4 separate regions of the Rattus norvegicus genome follow, and regions 1, 3 and 4 are each linked to region 2. The links are chromatin contacts, called in public Hi-C maps. All regions are on one chromosome and are shown on one strand. The core of a region is the stretch at or near the end of the contact, and the rest is flanking DNA. Distances in the headings are between cores, read along the strand shown.

Region 1 (2,896 bases), core at 312-2,811, 61 kb before region 2:
AACCTCACTGTTCCCCAGGCATGGATCCTTCTCCAGAGTACCTTCTGTGGGACAATAGTATTGCGTCCCTGTGGGTCTTCTTCGGGATGGCTTGGGTGGCTCTGATCACCAAACTGATCTCGTTCCAATTGGCGATGTGGGGGGGGGGGGTTGGGGGGGGCATGGGCACCACCTGCTCACACTGCTCCAAGAGGAACTTGAAGGCTCGAAACCAGAGGCCAGGCCAAGAAGGAAAACATGGAATTCTGTTTGTCAGCTGTTGCTTTGAGGTGTCTGAGGGAGTCAAAGCATCTCAAAACGTGGGTTATGAACTGTGACAAGGACAGCTAGCTGCGTTTCGCAGTCGCTGGGTCTTCCTTGCCACACTTCTGACTTTAAGCAATAATTCCACATCTTTCTTTCCAGCTGAGTTCAGCTAGGTGATAATTCAAGTTCATCCATAGGTTGCCTCCCATGTGACTTACGCGATGTGACTTTGGAAATAAAGAACGCCCCTCTTCCCCCCTTTATTCTCACCTTCTGCAATGTTGGCCTGCTGGCTGAAACTCTAGCAGCCATGTTGCATGAGTTAGAGACCATGGCGAGTGAAATTGGTTGCACAGTAACAAAAGAAGCATGGGCTCCTGGTCATCACGCTGTCATTGTACCAGACGGGAACACAGTGAACTCTAACGTCACAATTTACATACATATCCAGAAACAGACTACAACTGAGGCTGTCACCTACAGAGAGAGGCAATGCCGGGCCAGGGAGAACTTGCCCAGGATTGGTGAAAGGATTGACAGAGGGGACGGGAGATTCCTGAGCCCTCCACCCTCAGACGCCACAGGGGAATTCACAGGGCCTTTAGATGATTCCCAGGGCCAATCCAGCAAACAGGTATAACAAGAACCTGGATAGCTACTGGATCCTTAAGCCAGAGGGAAGCATGGGCGGACCTATGGTCTGTCCCTGCCTCCCCTCCGTCCTTTGTCTCGGAAGGCTCAGTTTAAACAGCCCAACTGTCTACACTGCATCCTCCCCACGCCTGCAGTTTCCTTGCCTGTCCTCTGGCCCTGAGAACACAACAGCACAGAGTGGGTTATCCTCAGCTACACTGAGTTTGAGGCTAGCCTGTCTCAAAAAAAAAAAAAAAAAAAAAAAGAAAAGAGAAGGAGAGCAAAGAGATCACCACTGGGAAGGGCGCATAGAGGGAGGCAGGGGAGTAAGGAGAGGCTAAGCAGAGAGGCTGAGGCTGACTTGCTGCCTGCAGGAGGACTCGATCACCCTGCCTTCCTGGCAGGCTCAGATGTGGCCACCCTCTGCCCACAGACAGAAAGGATGCTCGAAGCAGGCCTTCGGGACCAGGTGTGCAGCCCACCTTCCAGGGTAGGAACCTTGATTCTGTCCTAGCAGGCTCTGTTACCCCAGGCAAACTCCGAGTGATCATCAGTTCCCCTCTGCAACACAGATAAGATCTCCCAGGATTGATGACTAAGGCTTGCAAAGGACTGTAAGCAGTGCGTCAGCCCCTACAAACATGCATGCCTTCCTAGCCAGGTCGGTGGACCGAGGCCGGAGGAACCACTGCTCTGCTTGGATCCGGCTGACGTGGCATCTCCGCTGACCTCTTGGCAGTAGCCAGGGTGGAACCGGCCTCTGCCCCTGGGGGGCTCCCTGCTGACACTATCACATGCTGGCCAGGATGAGGGGCTCTGGACGTCTGTGACTCATGGGGGAACATCCAGGAAGAGTCCAAGAAATGTAGGCCAAGTGTGCAGATGTGGCCCAGGGACCAGCCACAGCTGCTCCAAGATGCTTCCTGCAGCCGCAGCTCGCTCTTCTGTCCCTCCAGCACTTGCCGTCCTGACTGCATGGCTTCCGGCATGACCCTTCCCTTTAAGACACCTTTATCGTTAGTCACATCGTGTTTTGCTCGGGCTTGGTTTCGAGTGTTCGAGATCAGGTCTCATGGGATCCAGGCCGGCCTTGATTCTGAACTCCTTATCCCCCCACCCCCCATCTCCAGGATTAGGATTTAAAAATGTGCACACGATGGGGAGCACTGGCTTAGCCTCCGAAATTGTCCTGGAGGGACGATAGTTGCTAAGGCCATCAAGAACATGAGGCTGGGCAGAGTGGCACATAACTTTAATCCCAACGTTTGGGAGACAGAGATAGGCAGCTCTCCATGAATCTGAGGCCAGCCTGGTCTACATATTCAGGCCAGCCAGGGATACATAGTAAGACACTGTCCTTTTTTTTTTTTTTTTAAAGTCAGCAAGATGACCTCAGCTCATCAGCCCCCAGGCCTGCATGGTGGAAGGAGAAACCCAGCCCCTGTAAATTGTCTTCTGACTTCCACACGCATGCCATGAGACAGAAGCACTGCTCCCAAACTCAAATAATCAATGAATAAATCCTAGCCACGTCCGGCACGGTGGCGTAGATCTGTAAGCTATTTAGGAGGCTGAGGCAGAATGGCTTCGAGTTCAAGGCCAGCCTGGGCTTGAGTTCAAGGGCAGCTTAGGCAATTTGGCAAGACCCTATCCTAAAACTAAAAGTGAGAAGAGGGCCGGGGCTGTAGTTTGGCGGCAGAGTGCTTGCCTAGCATGTTCAAAGCCCTGGGTTCAGAGGGCTATGGCAAATACAGAGTAGTCCTTTCAGGCAGTCCAGAGAGATGTCCTTCATGTCCTATAATGTCAAGCATCTCCTCTCCACCTATGAGAGAGGAGGTGGCTCTAAAGTCTCTTTATATCTGCCTCCTCACCCCAACGAATCCCCACTTTACCCAACCCATTAACAACCAACTAACCCCCCAACCCCTGCCTCTCTCTCTTTCTGCAAGGAAGACTTGGACATGTTCACCAGGCCTTAAGTTCATTGGGCCTCAGTCCCCTCAGTCCCCTGAGTCCC
Region 2 (3,099 bases), core at 79-2,578:
TTGAGGGCCAGAGCCTTGTCTTTAATTTCAACACTTGGGAAGCAGAGGTAGGTGGATCTCTGTGGGTTCAAGGCCAGCTTGGTCTGCATAGTGAGTTCCAGGGCAGCCAGGGCTACCTAGTGAGACCCTGTCTGAGTGACTGATTGGTCAGCAGTATAGATTCATCCTTAGCTCAGCAGCTGCAGCAAGATCTGGAGATCCACAGATAACCTTCTCGCAATTCTTGGCCTGCGAAGATTAATTACCACGAAAGGAAAAGGCCCGGGGGAGGGGGTAGTGCTGGTGACTCTGGCCTCGGCTGCACCTGTCTCCACAGAGGCCTGAGGTCAGAGGCAGTCTGGTTCCGGCACACAAGTCAGCACCCTTAACTCGAGCTAGTGGAGGCTGCCCAAATGACTTTGCCAGGGCTTCCATTTCTTTCCTGGGAACCGGATCTAACGACAACCCCTGATTATGATACAAAGACATGTAGTCTGCCCAGGGTTGATAAATGCTCAGAAAAGCAAGCAAAGTGAGAAATGGCCCAGACGTGTTTTGACAGATGGACTCACATCTCCTTGTTATCAAGAATTTGTTTATTCATTTTTGAGAGAAGGTTTTACTACCGTAGCCTGGCCGGCCTCGAACTCTCTATGTAGACAAGGTTGACCTCCTATGTACAGAGAGATTCACCTGCCTCTCTGACTGAGACTAAATCGGCGCACTACCACCACACCTGGTCTGTTTATTGCTATTAACGGGCCTGTTGGTAGATGCATCACTGAGCAGAAAGCATTTCTAGTCTCTCCAGTTGATATTCCAGCTGGTGTAATTTTAAGTAGGCTTGGGAGTAAGGAAGAGGTCGCTGCGTTGTGGGTGTGGCTGCCTGTCGCCTCTCTCAGATGTGGCTGAGAACACAGATGGGATGGGTTCTTCACCCATTTGTGGTTGGGATTAGTTTCCAGTAATCCTAACTCAGACCGAATCCCTTTACTCGGGGTAGATAGGCAAGTGCGTGAGCCCAGGAAAGGTTGGGGAAACATCTGGATGGGCTAGTAACACTGGCAATGTATTTATGACCTCAGCAGTAAGGTGCACGGCCGTTTTAGCTAATTATATCAATCTCTAATACGCAACCGGAGTCCCGCAGGCCTCAACAGTGCGGGTCGTGGAAGTCTGATCCGGCCACGACGCCTTGGTCTGGAGCGTGGAGAACCCGGTGCTTGGTGTAATGACTTCAGGCGCTGTGGGCGGGGTCAGGGGCGGGGCCGGGGCGGGTTCTGAGCTGGACTCCACCCACTTAGGGTCTGGCGCGGGCGGGCTGAGCGCTGCTTAAAGAGCGGTGCGGAGGCGCGCTGGGCGTACTGTCGCGCGCAGAGAGGCGGCACACGTGTCTCCCGGTGTGGGTTCTGAGTTTCACCCTACCCTTCAGGATCGAGAGATTGGCGTGGCCCCCAGACCCCTTTTGGTGTACGCTCACCCTGGCCTGTGTGAACGTGATCCTCGCAGTTCCCTGCGCTCAGGGAGCCAACTTGGTCAAGCAACTGTCCCGGGAGCGGCGCGCGGGGGGGTACCGGGCACTGCGCATGCGGAGCTCCAAATTCAAACAGCTGTGTCCAGGGCTGCAGGACGGGTGAACCCGGAGCTGCTGGAATTAGGGGACTCTTTCTCCTGGAGGTGGCCTTTCCAGAGCCATGGTGGACCGGGGTCCCTTACTCACCTCGGCCATCATATTCTACCTGGCCATCGGGGCGGCGATCTTCGAAGTGCTGGAGGAGCCACACTGGAAGGAGGCCAAGAAAAACTACTATACACAGAAACTGCATCTACTCAAGGAGTTTCCGTGCCTGAGTCAGGAGGGCCTGGACAAGATCCTACAGGTGAGCCGTCGGCCGCTGAACCCCCCACATGCACCTGAAGCTGTTGAGGCTATAGCGGTTTTGAAGGGGAGACTCCCTCTTACAGCTTCAGACAACCTCCTCACCCCAGCCCCAACCAGAGGTCCCGGGGTGGCGGGAGAAAACGTCCAATTAGGTGTCAGGTTGCAAAGATCTGTGTCTTTCGTCCAGGGGCAGGGAGATTACCCCACGCGCTCAGACTTGGTCAGAACCTAGTAAGTTCTGAGAATTCGGGGTTGACTCCAGCATGAACTGGGCCCCGCGGTGGCTCAGTGTGGGTGTGCGGGTGCCCCCCTCTTTGGAGGGAGGCTGTGGGGCGGATAAAGGAGTTTATCTTTCCTTGGAGACGCTCCCGGAGTCCGGGAGCAGAGCCGGGTGCCACCCCTAGCGTCTCCACCTCCCGCTGCAGGGCCGTTGCCGCGCCCGCTCGACCTTTCTTAACTTGAATACAGCAGAGGGCCCCCAGACCTGCTGTGAGCAAAAACATATCCGCCGGTCGCTGTACTTTGAGTGGGGCAGGGGGCTCGGACATGTCCTATGAACCACGGAGGAAGGCCTGTGGCTGGAATGCCCGGGACGCTCCCAGGCTTCCGTGAAGTCTTACCAAACTGATAAATCCCTCAAGGAATCGGAATTGAGCTTTGTCAAAGCAGCAGGTTGCACAAATGAACACCCAAATCCAGGTAGTGCCCTTTTAGGGTGCGAGGATAGCGTGGGTGAGGGGAAGTTTCCCTGATGTTGGCTTGTGAAGTCTCTTATCTGAGAGTGCACACACCCAGTAGACCATTGACCTCACCATGGTAAACTTGGCTGACCATCTCAGCTGGAACCTTGAGCCAACTTGGGGTCAGAGGTTCCTCTCTGTTTCTTGAAGGCTCAGCCCCAACCATCCATCCATCCCTGTGTTCATGGTCTTCTATCAATAACAGGATTAAACTGGAAGCAGGGAGTAGATTGTTCAAGTCATTACAGATCTGATCGGGTACATTTAGTGGACATCACCTCCCCATTTCTTTCTCGGTCCAGCCTCAGTTAACCTGTTTTGTAAAATGGGAACAAACCCATCTTTATCTTTGTCCGGCCCTGGACTACTGTAACGTTGAAAACCGAGAAAGCCTGAACACATCTTACTGGTACTACCTGCCTCCTAATCGCAGATGGACACTCACAGAGACATTTTAGGTGCCTGGGGGATCCTGGGCTCTGCAGAGAATTGCCCTCG
Region 3 (3,010 bases), core at 59-2,558, 54 kb after region 2:
AATCCGGAGTCTCACGCAAAGCTCTGGCCCTAGCAGGTAAAGTTACTTGGCTGTATCTCGAAGATCATTGAAGAGTCTCAAACTTAGGATGGTATAGCTCAGGGGACTTGGCTCTTTACAAGGGGACTTAGGGAAAAGATCTTTTATTCATATATGTGTGTGTGTGTCTATGTCTGTCTGTCTGTATGTCTGTCTGAGTGCACAGTGAGAGGTGGAGGTAGAGAAGTTGGAACTATGGATCTTTGCCTTCTGTTTATTTGCGTATGTGGGAGGCAGCACGCATGCGCCACGGGGATGAGCGGAGGTCAGGGAACAACCCACACGATGACTAACGTCATCATGCTTGGCTGCAAGTGCTTTGATCTGCTAAGCCACCCATGGGATAGGATTTCTCCATAAGCCAGCCTATGGAATCATAGATTTTTAAGGTTACATTGCAGTTCTGCTCTTCAGGAAGCAGATGCTGTGGTGGTGGTCACAAGCGACCCTCGTGAGAGAGGCTGGCTTCTGCTTTCCGTACTTCAGGTTGAACGCCAAGTGCCTGTCGAAGTATCCTAGAGTGCCAAAGGGCCTATGGCTGCTGAGATGTCCTCCAAGCGAAGGGGACCCAGGGAGGCCCATGCCTGTGCTTTGGTCCCTCCCGGTGTGTTCCGTTCCCTGCCAATAGTCACTGATGGCCTGGGGACAGACTTGGGGTGGGTTAGAGAGACTTTGACCAGTACTTGGAGATCTCTGGGGAAAGTTTTAATGACACTGAGTTATAGAGGAGCAGATAGCATGGTCATATAAAAGTCAGGTAGGAAGGGATGGGGAGATGGCTCAGTGAAGTGTTTGCCACACATACAAGAGGACCTAGCATACCCAAAAGTCTTGCCCCACAGGGAATACCAAAAACCTATTACAGCAAAGAACCGCGGTGCACTTTCAGTTCGCACTCTAGCCACAACAGTAAGTACTGAGTCTTCTGCCATTGAAGTTGCTCAGCCTAAGAGTAGGTGTTTACCTATTGCAGAAGTCGACAAGTTGATCTCAAAGGTCTCACTCAACTGTGTGACCCTGAGTTTCCACAGCAGGTCGGGAGGGGGTATTTTAAGATTGTTTTCGCTCCTTCTTGGCACTCAGTGCCTCAGGCTTGACACTTGGCAAGGAAGCTTGTACCTCTGGGGACAGCTGTGGAGCAGCACAGCAAACAAAGGGTACCAGAAAACTCCTGCTGCCCCCTCCCCACCTGGGCATGCGCACGTCCCACGGAGGGAGAGTGGCAGGGCTATGGAACAATGGGAGCCTATGAGTCACGAGGTAAGGCCGGATGGAGTTTCTCTAGCAAGGCTCCCTCTAGCCGCCGGAGGTGCTGACGCAGGTCCCTGACAGGCGGCAACTGGAATAACGGCTGATTCCCAGTCTTGCCCGTATGGTCTGGACTTTTTTTTTTAATCTTTTTAGATCGACTTTTATTTTTAGCAAAGTGATAGCTATAAACATTTTCAGATAGTCAAATTCTACTACACAATGGAAAATAGCAACCGCCTTCCTCACCTTCCCCGAACACCGGTCCCAGAGGTCCTTTCCTTTATAGCCCCAAGGTTTAGTTTTTTTTCTTTTTAGTTCCTCTTAGTTTTCTAAGGTCCCTTCCTTTATAGCCCCAAGGTTTAGCTTTTTTTCTTTTTAGTTCCTCCTTAGTTTTCTAAGCAACATCTAGCTCGCGTTAAAAAAAAGTCCCACGATAATTTTAAAAACTATTTATTCATTTAATGTGTACGTGTGTGCCCGTGTGCAGATATGGGCCGCATGTGCACGCAGGTACCTGTAGATGTCAGAAGAGGGCATCATCGGGTTCCCTGGAAATGAAGTTACAGGCAGTTGTGACATGGGTGCTTGGAGAAACCAGGACGTCTGCAAGAGCAGCATGTGTACTTAGTTTCCGAGCCTTCTCTCTAGCCCTTCCCGCAATTGTCTTTTGTTATTCTACTTCAGTTAGTATAGATTCTCTTTCTATGGTGAGGGCTGGGGATATGGCTCAGTGACAGAGCGCTTAACTTACCTAGCGCGTGTGAAGCTCTGGCTTCTTTTCCCACCATAAAAAAAAAGTAGACAACTACTTTTGGATCGGATTTAAGGACCATTCCACAAAGATTAAATTCATTCCTGGCACCATTCTAGTAGTGGCAACCTGTAGCTAGGCAGGTCATAGGCCCTAGAGAAGAACATGGTACTATTATTCTGCTGAACATAATACTATTGAATATAATATGAATTATATATGAATATAAGCCAGTTCCTAATGACCTATCATTATAGCCATAGATCAATGCATCTCTCAGTTCTTAGCTTCTATTGGCTGACTGACACAGTGACCTACAACTGGCCAAGGTGCAGAGAATGAGAGATTGAGGAATGTCCAGCCCTAAGGGCGACATGTGTATGCATTGCCTCCTCCGAAGACTCGGGGATCATTGCAAAAGAAGGGGAAGAATGCACAAGAGCACAGGAGTGGTGTCTCACTGCGAGGAAACTGTGTGTGCAAGCCCAAGACAGCCCAAATCCCAACATGGAGAAGGGAAGCTGGTCATAAAACCCCACCCTTACACAAGGAGCTATTGGCAATTCCTAGTTGCTAGCAAAGGAAAGGTCAGTCTTCTCTAAGAACGCAGCCCCTGGTAAGTTGTCTAGGCTCCAGTGGTCACATATGCTTGGGCAGCACACGTGAACATCGATGGGAGGGAAAGGACAGAAACTGGAAGGGAGGTTGAGGGGCGGGTCTGAGAAGAGGTGGCTGAGGGAGATTAAGTGTGAACAAAACTTCTTGTGTGAAATTCTCAAAGAACAACTAAAATATTTAAAGAAAAGAAAGCAGGGGTTGGGGATTTAGCTCAGTGGTAGAGCGCTTGCTTAGCAAGCGCAAGGCCCTGGGTTCGGTCCTCAGCTCCAAAAAAAAAAAGAACCAAAAAAAAAAAACAAAAAACAAAAACAAGATGCCATCTGACACACACACACACACACACACACACAC
Region 4 (2,724 bases), core at 43-2,542, 45 kb before region 2:
AGCTCCAACTTCAGGGCTCATAAGCTGTGGGTGGAGGTGCGCACCTGTGACCCCAATGCTGGGGGGAGGTGGAGGCAGGAGGATGGCCTTAAGTCCAGCCTGAGATACATGAGACTCTGTCTCACATAATAATACTAATGATAACAATGATGATGATGATGATGATGATGATGATGATGATGATGATGATGATGATGGTGGGAGCCCGACAGAAACTGATGGCAAAGAGAACGTGCTATTCCTGCAAAGGACCCAGGCTCTGTTCCCATCTTACAATGGGCATCTCACAACTGCTTGGAACTTCACATCTAGGGGGATCCGACACCTCTGGCCTCCCCAGGCACCTGCACTCCTGAGTACGTAGCCACACGTGCGTGCACATAGTTAAAAAAATAATACATGAAAAAATGTAAATAGGGGTTGGGGATTTAGCTCAGTGGTAGAGCGCTTGCCTAGGAAGCGCAAGGCCCTGGGTTCGGTCCCCAGCTCCGAAAAAAAGAACCCCCCCAAAAAATGTAAATAATCATCACATGTATCACTATGTTAAAAGCACGTGAGGTATCAGGACGCAAAATCCATCTGAGGGCTTTCAGCAAACGAGGACCTGAGCCCACTCTCTCGGGGATCTGGGGTTGGTTGTGTGGAGCCAAGCCCTTTCTGGCATGCGTCCTGGCCTCTTTGACGTAGGTGGAAAAGTTGGAGAAACACCACAGAATTCCTCAACACCCGAGGTTCCCCAGGGTGGCTATGCGCATCGCCGCTGCTGTGTGCCAACGCGGCTACCTACACTTTGCACCCCGGTGAGCACCGGGTACAGCAGACTGCAGATGCTCTCTGGCAGATGGGAACTGCTCCAGAAGGATTCCCAGAATCCTTCCTGCTATTGCTCCCTCTGGTTGCGGAGTCTTCCCCATCACCCTCGTTCCCACTGGGGCGGAACCATCCCCTCTGGACTCTGGTCAGTAGTCAGCAGGAAAGGGCAGCGCAGGGACGAGCCAGACCTTGTCCTGACTGGTTGGCTATTTTGGCTCGGACTTCTGCAGTTCCCAAGTTTACCACCCTTGCCCTTTGCCCCTTGTGAGTGAGTACGGGTGGTTCTAGATTAGAAAAAGAGAGCCAACCAAGGGCTGCCTGAAGAGCTCACAGGTGGGATGGGGAGAGGAGTTCGAGGCAAGTGGTACGGCCTTGTGGGGTCTGACTAAGGAAAAGGGACAGGAAAGAAGGGCGTGTGCATGAGGAAAAAGAGAAAGGTCATGTCCTGATGTGAAGACAAAGCTATGTTCCAGTCAGGAGAGCCGGTAGCATTGCTAGAGCTCCCTCTCATAGAGTAGGCTTGGGACAGAGTATGAGACCTACACTCAAACCCCAGCAAATTCAATATAAGGAACACACAGCTTATTCCAGGGGAGCCCCAATCTAAGGGAGACATGGCCTCTGTCCTTTGGGAGCACTACTCTGACAGGATGGCCCTGGCCTGGCCCTCAGAAACCCCTACTCGGTGGACATGGTCTCCTAGGGCCCCTGCAAAGGCTCCTGCCTCACATACTCCAGGAACCTGTGCCTCTGCTCTGAATTCCCGTAAACAGAGGTGGGGACGCCAGCAGCCGAAGTACTTTTTAATCACCATTTTTTTATTGTCTTTCTGTAGGTGACTCATCCATAGGAAAGTCACAGCTCTGGAGTGAGCCCAGTAGCTCGAGATGCAAACGGAGAGGGACAGTAATGAGTGACGATTATTGACACAGTCTGGGCGGCTGCTGGGCCTTGTTCAACTGGTCACCGCAGCCGCTGGCACCGTTGCCAGAAGCAAAGAGCTGAGCTGAGATTAGAGGACACTCGGTCTGCAGGAAGCCCCATGGCAGGGCTGTCTCTAGATTCAGGCAGGAGCTGTGCGCAGTCTCGGAAAATCCGGGAATGAGGTCTGGTGAGTGGCTGCTGGTCAAGCCACTCCGTGGGAATGTACCCGAGAATAGATACGCATGCAGTGTCCCTGCCAGTTCCAGATCCTGCTCTCGTCAGCCATACCCGGTCCCTTCCCAGCCTGCCATCACGGTCCAGTCTGAGAATACTTGTGAAGTTTTCATGGTTTCATCGGAACCCTGATGCCTTAAGAGCTGGTGTTGCCTAGAACAGAGTGGTCCTGGTTCTGGTGGAAATAAGAGGGGTTTTGGGGGTAGGGGGTATGCCTCAGTTGGTGGTCTTAGAAAGTGGGCATTGTGGGTAAATATCTGTGAGCCCAGAACTGAGGAGACAAAGGCAGAAGATTCAAACCTTAAGGTCATTCTTGACAGTGGCCTTGGTGGGAAACATGTGATCCTGCTGTGGGCAGTGGGGGCAAGAGGAGAGGAAAGAACAGGGAAGGACTGAGTCCAAACTCCAATTTTCTTAGCAGCAAGTACATGTGTGAGGAGCAAGACCCAGGGACTCCTGGGTCTCCAGGACTGTGAGAGCAGGGCACTTCTCCAAGATGAGAGGGATCTTTGGACTTACCTGGAAACAGCCCTCTGGGAGGGAAGGGGTTGTCTAAGGTCTCAAAGCCTCCCAGGAGCAGGGTTAGGGATTGTGGTTTTCTCTGGCTCCCTTACTTTGCTTGACCCTCCACCCTTGCACCTGGACCCTGGGCTCTGGGCCAGGTTAAAACTCACAAGGAGACATGCCGTTCCGAGCTTCTTTAATGGGGTGGGGCGGGGAGGGGTGGGGCGGGGAGGGGTGGGGCGGGGAGGG

Evidence for each region. Hi-C and Micro-C count contacts between places; a contact is called where the count stands out from the background.
Region 1: a Hi-C map of mammary epithelial cells shows a contact between it and region 2, with 2.7 times the contacts expected there. The contact joins the enhancer-like site here to the promoter of Kcnk5 in region 2. A contact is called at or near these places in 4 of 12 Hi-C or Micro-C datasets (Schwann cells, hepatocytes, kidney and 1 more).
Region 3: a Hi-C map of liver shows a contact between it and region 2, with 1.9 times the contacts expected there. The contact joins the enhancer-like site here to the promoter of Kcnk5 in region 2. A contact is called at or near these places in 6 of 12 Hi-C or Micro-C datasets (frontal cortex, hepatocytes, kidney and 2 more).
Region 4: a Hi-C map of liver shows a contact between it and region 2, with 2.5 times the contacts expected there. The contact joins the enhancer-like site here to the promoter of Kcnk5 in region 2. A contact is called at or near these places in 2 of 12 Hi-C or Micro-C datasets (hepatocytes and liver).

What each region holds. Positions count from the first base shown.
Region 1 is chr15:4,108,615-4,111,510 of GRCr8, forward strand. No RefSeq gene overlaps it. Among named protein-coding and RNA genes, the nearest start is that of Kcnk16, 18 kb to the left of the region's middle. Within about 2 kb of position 1,562, at least 5 of the 93 cell types and tissues checked have an H3K27ac peak or open chromatin away from gene starts, as enhancers often do. A contact at or near this core is called in kidney, where this site is marked.
Region 2 is chr15:4,170,297-4,173,395 of GRCr8, forward strand. It overlaps Kcnk5 (potassium two pore domain channel subfamily K member 5), which reads left to right and starts at 1,329. Exons shown (of 5, transcript NM_001039516.2): 1 at 1,329-1,859. The coding sequence starts at 1,674.
Region 3 is chr15:4,224,268-4,227,277 of GRCr8, forward strand. No RefSeq gene overlaps it. Among named protein-coding and RNA genes, the nearest start is that of Saysd1, 48 kb to the right of the region's middle. Within about 2 kb of position 1,309, at least 2 of the 93 cell types and tissues checked have an H3K27ac peak or open chromatin away from gene starts, as enhancers often do. A contact at or near this core is called in liver, where this site is marked.
Region 4 is chr15:4,124,994-4,127,717 of GRCr8, forward strand. No RefSeq gene overlaps it. Among named protein-coding and RNA genes, the nearest start is that of Kcnk16, 35 kb to the left of the region's middle. Within about 2 kb of position 1,293, at least 8 of the 93 cell types and tissues checked have an H3K27ac peak or open chromatin away from gene starts, as enhancers often do. A contact at or near this core is called in hepatocytes and liver, where this site is marked.